Linked DNA regions of Mus musculus: region 1 is linked to region 2. Evidence: chromatin contacts called from public Hi-C data. All regions are on one chromosome and are shown on one strand. The core of a region is the stretch at or near the end of the contact, and the rest is flanking DNA. Distances in the headings are between cores, read along the strand shown. Region 1 has its middle 35 kb from the start of Gm38791. Region 2 has its middle 34 kb from the start of Gm38791.

What was found. A called contact is a pair of places that touch in the nucleus more often than the background predicts.
Region 1: a contact with region 2 is called in a Hi-C map of liver, with 2.1 times the contacts expected there. The contact joins two enhancer-like sites. A contact is called at or near these places in 10 of 484 Hi-C or Micro-C datasets (double positive thymocytes, embryonic stem cells, liver and 3 more) and 5 of 115 datasets of contacts at active chromatin or transcription factors (embryonic stem cells, epiblast stem cells and pancreatic cancer cells).

What each region holds. Positions count from the first base shown.
Region 1 is chr6:37,747,294-37,752,117 of GRCm38.p6, reverse strand. No RefSeq gene overlaps it. Among named protein-coding and RNA genes, the nearest start is that of Gm38791, 35 kb to the right of the region's middle. Within about 2 kb of position 1,632, at least 12 of the 459 cell types and tissues checked have an H3K27ac peak or open chromatin away from gene starts, as enhancers often do. A contact at or near this core is called in liver, where this site is marked.
Region 2 is chr6:37,677,949-37,682,568 of GRCm38.p6, reverse strand. No RefSeq gene overlaps it. Among named protein-coding and RNA genes, the nearest start is that of Gm38791, 34 kb to the left of the region's middle. Within about 2 kb of position 2,493, at least 22 of the 459 cell types and tissues checked have an H3K27ac peak or open chromatin away from gene starts, as enhancers often do. A contact at or near this core is called in liver, where this site is marked.

The DNA of each region.
Region 1 (4,824 bases), core at 383-2,882, 70 kb before region 2:
AGTTCAGGCAAAACACTCAGACACATTTAAAAAAAAATCCTAAAAAAAAATTAAGTTTTAGTAGAGCAATGGTTATCTGTTAATATAATCACTTTATTAATCAACTACCATTTGATGTTTTGCTTGCCTCTGATTATTTACTCTTATCAAAGATAGTGAAAGAAAAATATTTAAAGAGGAATGTTTGTGTACCATTTTGAGGATTTCCTAGAATTGAGTGGATGTCTGGGTTAAAGAGCATACAAGCATACATCAATTATTCATTGATTTCCATTGTCAAACAGTTCTCTAGGAAGGTAATGTTTGGATCCCCCATTGATTCCTTCATGTGTCCTTCATTCCTTCAATAATGTTGGGATTTGGGGTATTTTTTGTTTTTTTTTGTTTTTGTTTTTGTTTTGTTTTGTTTTTTTGCTTTGGTTTTTCGAGACAGGGTTTCTCTTGTGTAGCCCTGGCTGTCCTGGAACTCACTTTGTAGACCAGGCTGGCCTCGAACTCAGAAATCCACCTGCCTCTGCCTCCCAAGTGCTGGGATTAAAGGCGTGTGCCACCATAGCCCAGATGGGTTTTTTTTTTTTAATAGTCTTTAATGTTTGATTAAAAAAAAAGTCACCCCCACCCCCACAAAGGCCATATCTTATACACTCCAAGGCCATGCAAGCTCTGCATCTGTCCTGTCTTCCATTCCTCTCAGTGCACCCCATCTCGGTGACCTTTATTCTCTTCATGAGCCTAGTTGTCTTCTGCTTCAAGTCTTTTCTACTTCCCCTCTGTTTTCTACACCCAAGGCTAGTCAGCATCACACCTTCCCAACCTGTCATTCCGCAGGATCTTCAAGTGTGATGAGGAGCTACTGAGGTTTCCAACCTAATCTTGCTCAACTCTTGGAGGAGATGAATCTATTTTAATAAACTCATACACTGGGCTCCTTTCAACTGAAGTGGGTACCTATCTTCTAGCAGTTTCTTCACATTGCGAACTGAGTATCCTAGAAGCATATGCTCTAGAAATATGGGGAAGCAGATATGGAAGTTAGACATGGTGGTCTTTAGAAAAGAGTGCTGGGAGCTGGAGGGGGCCTTAGTGGCACTGACTGCTTTTGCAGAGGACCTGAGTTCAGTTTTTAGCATCCACACTGGATGGTTCACCCCTTCCTTTAGCTCCAGACTTCACACCTCCTTTGGCCTCTGCAGGAACCTGGACTCAAGGGTATAGTCCCTTACCCAGACACAACAACACATAATTTAAAAAAAATGAAATAAATCTTAGAAAAATTCACACACACTGCGATAACAACAAAACCAGAATTCTGAATGGAAATGGCTCTGTTTTAACTAGTTACTGTGTTGATAGATTCTTTCAAATTGGAAAAGAATTTGTCAACTCCTGAAGGCTTAATTCAGGTGATCCTTATATCTCTACAGCCTATATTCTTTTCTCTGTATATATACTTTTCTTTTCTGTTACCTAGTATACTCTGTAATTTTTTAAGTTTCAAAAGCTTTCTTATTTGTGTGTAGTGGGCATATGGAAGAGGTAAACATGTGCCACTGTCCTTATGCAGAGGTCAGAAAACAACTTTAGAAAGTCAAAGTCAGCCTCACCTTCCACCATGGAATCGGGTAGTCAGGCTTACGTAAGCAAGGACTTTATTCTGACAAGCCATCTCTTGCCCAATACTTTATAATTATAGAGCTACTAACCTAAGTACTTATTTCTTTCTGCCTCAGGCCAATGGAATCAAGTCTTTTGTTTGTTTGTTTGTTTATTATTTTGGTCTTTGGAGACAGAGTCTCATTTCACAGCTTATGTTAACATTTTGTCTAAGCTCCGCCCCACAGTTACCTGGCAACAGCCAGGTAAGCCTGCCTCACTATAAAAGGAGCTGCTTGCTCTTCCTCTCTCTCTTGCCTTTCCTCTCTCTCTTGCCTTTCCTCTCTCTCTTGCCCTTGCTCTTGCCTTCTTGCTCCCGCTCTGTCCTCTCGTCCCTTCCTCCCTCTCTCCACAAACTCTTGGTTGGCCTCTACTTCTCAACTCCTCCCCCTCCCCCCTTCTCCTCCTTCTTCTTCCTCTCTCTCTCCCTCCCTCCCTCTACTACCCTCTCAACTCCCATCCCCATGCCCTGAATAACCTCTATTCTATGCTATACCACAGTGTGGCTGGTCCCTCAGGGAGAAGGATGCCTCAGCATGGGCCCGACTAGGCATTCCCTTCCCACACACCTCACCACACATGCACCAAACATACCCCTCCTCTCTCTCTATCTTTTTATAAACACACCAGCTTCACCAACCCTTAAACTTGTGGAGATACCCCTCCTCCTTCCCAGTGCTAGGATGAAAGACCTGAGCCCACACATTTAGGTTTGCTTACTACTTTAAATCCCAGGCCAAGTGCTGACCACATAGCAGAACTCTACCCTACGCTGTAGAGCCTTGTTTTGGCCTGGCCTGATGGTACAGCAGAGACTGTAGGATTTCAATTTTAAGGATTGCCTGGGCTACAAAGTGAGCTCATGGCCAGATTGTGTTACTTAATGAGAGTCTGATAATAGTAAATAATAATAATAATAATAACAACAACAACAACAACAACAACAACAACAGAGTCAAAAAGATATGGAGCTACAGATTAGTGGTGTGACATTTGCCTGGGAGGTCCTGGCTTTAAGTCCCTGATGGGATGGGCATATGGGGACTAGCCTTGGATCTGAATTCTTATCTAAACTAAGAGAAAAATGACGTAATACTGAGAAGGCTAAGCTTATTCCACGACAGACTTCAAATTGGCAGTTAAGGAGACAAGGCTAAGAACAGGGCAAGCCCAGGCAAGCCCAGGGCATTCGATTACTAATAGAACCTCCCCCAGGCTCCAGCCTTCCTGCCGATAATGGCTCCAGAATGCCTAGAGAAAGAGTAAGATGAAGCTCACCTGCCTCAGGATTCCAGTGTGCTTTGAAATGAGCCTGTGAGCTCACTTGGCTGTCTATCTATCTTGGTAAAGGGAGACCTCAGCATGCTGGGCTTCTGCAGAATAAAAAACTCTCTGCATTTGCATAGTGTTTGAGTCTGTGGTACCATTCTTTGGCGAATCATGAACCCTTACAGTACTTAGAGACTGGAAAAATGAATTTATTTACAGGTCTTGTCACAGCTAGAAAGACAGATACTCTCAATATGTTTCTGCTTTGCTCAAAGCAATGTCACAAAGTATAGAAAAGATGAAAGAAAAAAGCCAGGAAATGTACCGTGTCGGTGGTCTCCTGGAGGATGGCCTGTGTAGGAAGTCTCTGAGAATGAGTCTTCGTTTGGACAGTAGGGCTCCCGGAATTTCCTGGAGGACCCCTAATCCCTAGGAGCCTTCATTAACACATGAATGCTTGCTGTTTGTTGGACGAATAGCAGATTTACTAAGGGCCAGCTCAATTCATTTTTTTTTTTTTAAATCATTGACAAACCAGGAGCTAACACCTAAATGTTGTAAGGCAAAAAAAAAAAAAAAAAAAAGTTATTCCGACACAGCCAAACTTACAGTCTCCTGCAGAGTGGAGAAGGGAGAGAAGACTGAAAGCTGGGAGCCTCTTTATGACAAGTGAGCAGGTGACTGCAACAGTGGAACCTTGGTGTTGCCTTTATGATCGTGGGAAAGGTACATGTTATGGTCAGACAGTTAATAGAACATACCAGGAAACAGTTTATAGTCAATCAATTCTTGGAACAATGGAAACAATTTACGATGTGTCAATGACAAGATTATAAAGGAAGAAAGAGTCAGAAAAACAAGTTGACCTTAAGCCTGGGACATAATTAGAGAAAAACACCATTAAGGAGCAATATAGAAATAAATCAAATTCTGAAGAAAAATGGAGTCCGCTGTCCCTTTAACAATCAAGTGTGAATTTATTTCACTGCTCATATAAAAACTTTAAAGCAAGTATGTGAATTATTGAGTAGCTCCTCCTATTTTTGATTTGACATGATTTTTTTTTCCTGGCCTTTTTAGATTTGTTGTGTCCATTGGCTTTTGGCTTATAAATTCCTAAATTATCCCATTCCCTTTCAGAGCTGAAGGGAAGCACGGACAGAGAAGGATTCAGGGAAGAGTGAACATCAGGGCTCAGAGCAAACCCCGCCCCACCCCCATCCCCACTCCAGCTCCCAGGGTAATTCTCTTGCAGATTGAAGAATAAAGATAAAAAATTACTGAACTCTTCCTCACCCCAGAGCCCGACCCCTCCCATCTAGAGATTGTTCCCAGAACACTCCTGAACTCTTCACCCCAGAATGCATTCCTGAACTCCTCACCCTAGAGTTCGAACCCTCCTAACTAAAGACTGTTCCAAGAACATTTTTGAGATAAGGGCCTCCTGGAACAACCTCAGAATGAACCGGGTACATTGCCAAATAATAGGACATGACCCCTTAGTTACATAGAATTCCCTTGGCAGAACCCCTTGTCCCTTGGCAGAACCCCTTAGTTATGCAAACTTGTACTTTCCCTGCCCCGCTCTCCCCCCTTGAGTTTTTCCTATATAAGCCTGTGAAAAATTTGGCTCGAGTTCGATTCTCCTCTACACCATACTAGGTGTATGAGTTTCGACCCCAGAGCTCTGGTCTATGTGCTTTCTTGCTGTTACTTTATTAAATCTTGCCCTCTACATTTTGAGTTCGGTCTCAGTGTCTTCTTGGGTCCGCGGCTGTCCCGAGGCTTGAGTGAGGGTCTCCCTTCGGGGGTCTTTCAAGATGAGATTGCTTCCTGCAGCAGAAGCGATGGTTTTGTGGGAATCACGTAAATGGCCTCAGCTCATCATGACACAACAACTTC
Region 2 (4,620 bases), core at 1,244-3,743:
AGAGACTTACCATAACGACTGGGTGATGCCCCCAAACCCAGAGGATTTGCTTCAGCCCATACCTTAGGAAACTCATTATAGGTCTCAGAGCAAATTCCTGGGATGGGTGTTTGCCTCTGCTGAGGAGTCTGGACAGACTAGGAGATATTCTTTAGACAGAAGGGCCGTTATGCTGGTAGGCAAGCATGGAGGCCATTTTAGTCTCCAGAGGAGTAAAGGTGATGATGGTACCTAAGTTTTAAAGGAGGACTCTGCCTAGAAGGGGAAAGAGCAATCTGGGACCACCATAGAGGAGTGAGTCACCTGCTCAGTCTACTTGCTTTTTTGTTCAGGTGTGACATTGTCTTAGGGTTTCATTGCTGTGAAGAGATACCATGACTGAAGCAACTCCTATAAAGGACAACATTTAATTGGGGCTGGCTTACAGGTTCAGAGATTCAGTCCATTGTCATCATGGAAGGAAACATGGCAACATCCAGGTAGGCATGGTGCTGGAGAAGGAGCTGAGAGTTCTGCATCTTGATCAGAAGGCAGCCAGGAGAAGACTGTTCTCTAGCAGCTAGGAGGAAGGTCTTAAAGCCCAACCCACAGTGACACACTTCCTCTGACAAGTTTACATCTATTCCAACAATAACACACCTCCTAATAGTGCCAAGAACTCCCTGGGCCAAGAACATTCGAACCACCACAGAAATGGAAGTCTTTAACTTTGCCAGTGGCTGCCAGAACTGTCATCTTTCCATTTGTAATTTGTCCCGTTAGAGCCCTTAAAACAGAAATCTCTGCCCCAGTGTCTACCAGTAACTTAACTGGGTAGCCTCCTGTTGATGTTAATACGGTCTCTTGGGAACCTAAGGAGGTAGAGCCCTGGCCTCTTCATTCTGACTCACTCTCCAGCTCCTGTGTGGTCAGGAGGGTTAGTGCTTTCTTGGGTTTGGGATGGCTTGGACATTCACTCCTCCAGTGTTCCTCTTCCTTACAATAGGCACATTGAAACCTTTCCTGTTGGGAGTGACCTTGTTTGAACATTAACTGCCTTAAGTGCTTGCTGGCACAAAGTGTTGGCCTCTGTGGGAAAGCACTAGCCCAGCTGAGTACAAATAGACATAGATCTTGAAGTCAGCAGAGAACAAATAGATATAAATCTTGTCGATAGGTGCCTAATAACCCATTCTGTTCTGATCTTCCTGCTGAACTGTTTACCCAGTCAATATCCTGTTCCTGGGATCAGGTGCGTTACCCAGAGACAAAGCGACCCCATCTTCACCCTCCTTCCTGCTCCTATGAGTATATAACCTGTGTGTGAAAAATAAAAATTTGTCAGCTTGATCAGACCTCTTGACTTACTGTCTGTTCTTCACATTTCTTGTCCCTCATTCTCTTCCAGGTGCCTCTCAAGTCCCTGTTGACTGTCCTGTGGGCTGAGACACTTTCCAGTGCAGGTTTCCCCATTCTCCCTACCTTTTGCTTCTGATGATCTCTTTTCTGGATTCAAATACTTGGATAAGTGAAATGCAGCCATCGTGATTTTTGTCTGTTTGCGAGTGGCCATGGCAACTTGTTTTTGTTTTTCAGTATTTTTTTAAAAAAGAATTATTATATATGTGTGAGTATACTGAGGCTGTCTTCAGACACACCAGGAGAGGGCATTGGATCCTATTACAGATGGTTGTGAGCCACCATGTGGTTGCTGGGAATTGAACTCAGGACCTCTGGAAAAGTAGTCATTCAGTGCTTTTAACTGCTGAGCCATCTCTCCAGCCTGGTATCTTGATTGTTGAAAACTTTGGGCCACCTTTATAAGCTGGGAGGTATTAATTCCAGAAAAGTCCTTTTGCTTTAGAAGCTTTCTGCAGGCAGCAGGAGCAGATTAAGAGAAAGGGGTAACATTCAATGCCCTGTCAGTCAAAAAGGAGGGGTTTGGGTTTTCCAGTTATACATATCTGAGGCAGAGAAAAGAAAACAGATTAGGAAACACTGACTCCCTCTGAGTCCCTGTCTCTCCTTCAGTAACTCTCTGTGCCCTGCCTGGAGTAGGGCTTACTGTAACAGAAAGACATAGGTGGGGTCTAGCTTAGACTGAAGCATGGCAGGTCCTCAAGTGAGAGGCTAACAGGGGTAAAGGACACACAGGGAATGAGAGCAATGGGATCTTCCTTAGTCAGAAAGGGATTATGGTGGTTGCCAGGAAAATATGAAGGAGATAGGCAGTGCTGTACCTAAGGAGAAGTGGGGAAGGAGGTAGAAGGCATAGGGGCAGAGAAGGGAGCTGATGGAGGGGGCTGAGGTTGTATGAAAAGATATGCCTAGACTACAAAGAGGGGACAAGTAAACCTGAGTCTTCAGCCTCCAAAGGGAGAAGGACAGGAGGGAAGAAATGGAATCTTTAAAAATCAACCCCGTGGGATCAAATTTAAAAGCACATATCCTGAGCCAGGCAGGGTGGGGGGCAGGGGTAGGACAAGTGTTAATAATTGACCAGTTTAAGGAGATTGATCGGGCATTCTGGAGTTTCCATGACTTTAAGCCAGATTTATCAGGCAATAGCTGGATCTAGGGAACACCATAGTCCTCCCCAATCCCTTGGAAGAATTTTTTCTGCTAACAGTAAAGGGTGAAAGCTTAGATTTGGGTGTCTCCGTGTTAGGAGAAAGCTTCCATGGTTCAAAGTAGAAGATTAATGGGAGCAGCCTAGAAACAAAAACAATGAAGAAAAGATGGCCCCGTGTAAGACCTGACACAGGTCTCGCATAGGGGAGAGGAATAAGGTTTCAAGTCAGAGGACTGACTCCATGATAAATTTGGCCTGATGGAAAATTTTCTGTCTGCAGGAGGAAGGGGGATAACTAAGGAGCTCACATGCAAAATGAACGAGGCCATCAAGAAAGGCAGAGAGTAAAGCCAGGCATGGCGGTGCATGCCTTTAATCCCAGCACTTGGGAGGCAGGGGCAGGGGCAGGGGCAGGGGCAGGGGCAGGGGCAGGGGCAGGGGCAGGGGCAGGGGCAGGGGCAGGGGCAGGGGCAGGGGCAGGGGAGGCAGAGGCAGAGGCAGGCGGATTTCTGAGTTCAAGGCCAGCCTGGTCTACAGAGTGAGGTCCAGGATAGCCAGAGCTATACAGAGAAACTCTATCTCAAAAAAACAAAAACAAAAACAAACAAACAAAAAAAAACAAAGAAAGAAAGAGAGAGAGAGAGAGAGAGAGAGAGAGAAAGGAAGGAAGGAAGGAAGGAAGGAAGGAAGGAAGGAAGGAAGGAAGGAAGGAAGGAAGAAAGAAAGAAAGAAAGAAAGAAAGAAAGAAAGAAAGAAAGAAGAAAGAAGAAAGAAAGGCAGAAAGTGTTTAAGTCAGACAAGCTGCAGTGAGGTCATGGCACTGTGGGGGTGGGGGTGGGGTGAAGGTGTGGAATGCAACCAATGCCAGAAAAGCCTGTGGGACCCCAGGGAGAGTTGGCTTTTTCTCTCTGAAGGAAAAGGTGCCCTAAGGCTGTCAATACAATCCCAAATGGAACTAGCATTGCTTGTATAACATAAGCAATGAGGACAGTGGGTCTCTCCCTAGAGAGTGAGAGGCTTCAAGCCACCACTAAGTTAAAGTGAGTGCAGAGAACAGTCTAGTTTTCCTCCTCTAAAGACCAATAACAGGGAGGAGATGAGACAAGAAGGAGACACCAATAACAAAGTCAACACAATAACTCTGGGTAGAGTGTGCCCAGCATGCATCCGCCACTCACAGAGATGGCCAGCCATTCATCCAGAATAAAACCCAAACCAAATCTCTCATGAGACACACGAGAAAATCAAGAAACCAGGTTCTCCTCTACTGACACCTTAACTCAATGTGGGAAAACCAGGGAAGACTCTGCTTCAGGGTTTGTTTGTTTCCAAGACGTAGGAAGGCTCCTCAGAGGGCATGTGTTTCTTAATTCTAAGATGGATCTCCAAGAGGCCTGCCTTTCTCAATCAGAACTAGATTCACCATATAGACTTACCTCCTGGGAGTATCAGAAAAACTCAATCTGTTTCAGGATTTTAGAACATGGAAGTCATTCCAGACCTTTCTGGACTCAGTGAGATGAGTGTGGTCTTGGCATATTTGTCAAGGAGCATCTTTTGTGCAACGTGTTCCTGGTCAGGAAAGCCCAAAGTAACATAGAGTCCTGTGAGGTATAGGAGAATCTTACTGGGGCCTCCAAAAGAAACTAATCCATGTGAAAAAGATACAGACCAACACACTAATAAGCCAATTAAGAGCATAGTGTCCTTTAGTTTTTAGTGATCAAGAGTGGGCTAATGCCTCAGAAAGTTTCTTGATGCCAAAGCTAAGGGGTATGGCATTTTAAAAAGCAAATATGGGCAATTATATTTACATATTTATTACATAAGGGTCAGAGTAACCTTGCTACACCTGTTTTGGCAGAACATAGTAGTAATTTCAAACAAAACATGACAATTTGATTTATACCTTTTTCGGATATTTTACTTTGTGTTTAGTTTGTGTAAACCTTAATTATTTTGGTTAGTACATCTATCCTACAGATAGGATCACCAAGGAAGACATAGCTGTTAAGGAGGCAGAGGGCTAAAAAAGTTTCTATGCAGACACAAAATGGATTCAGGAAAAG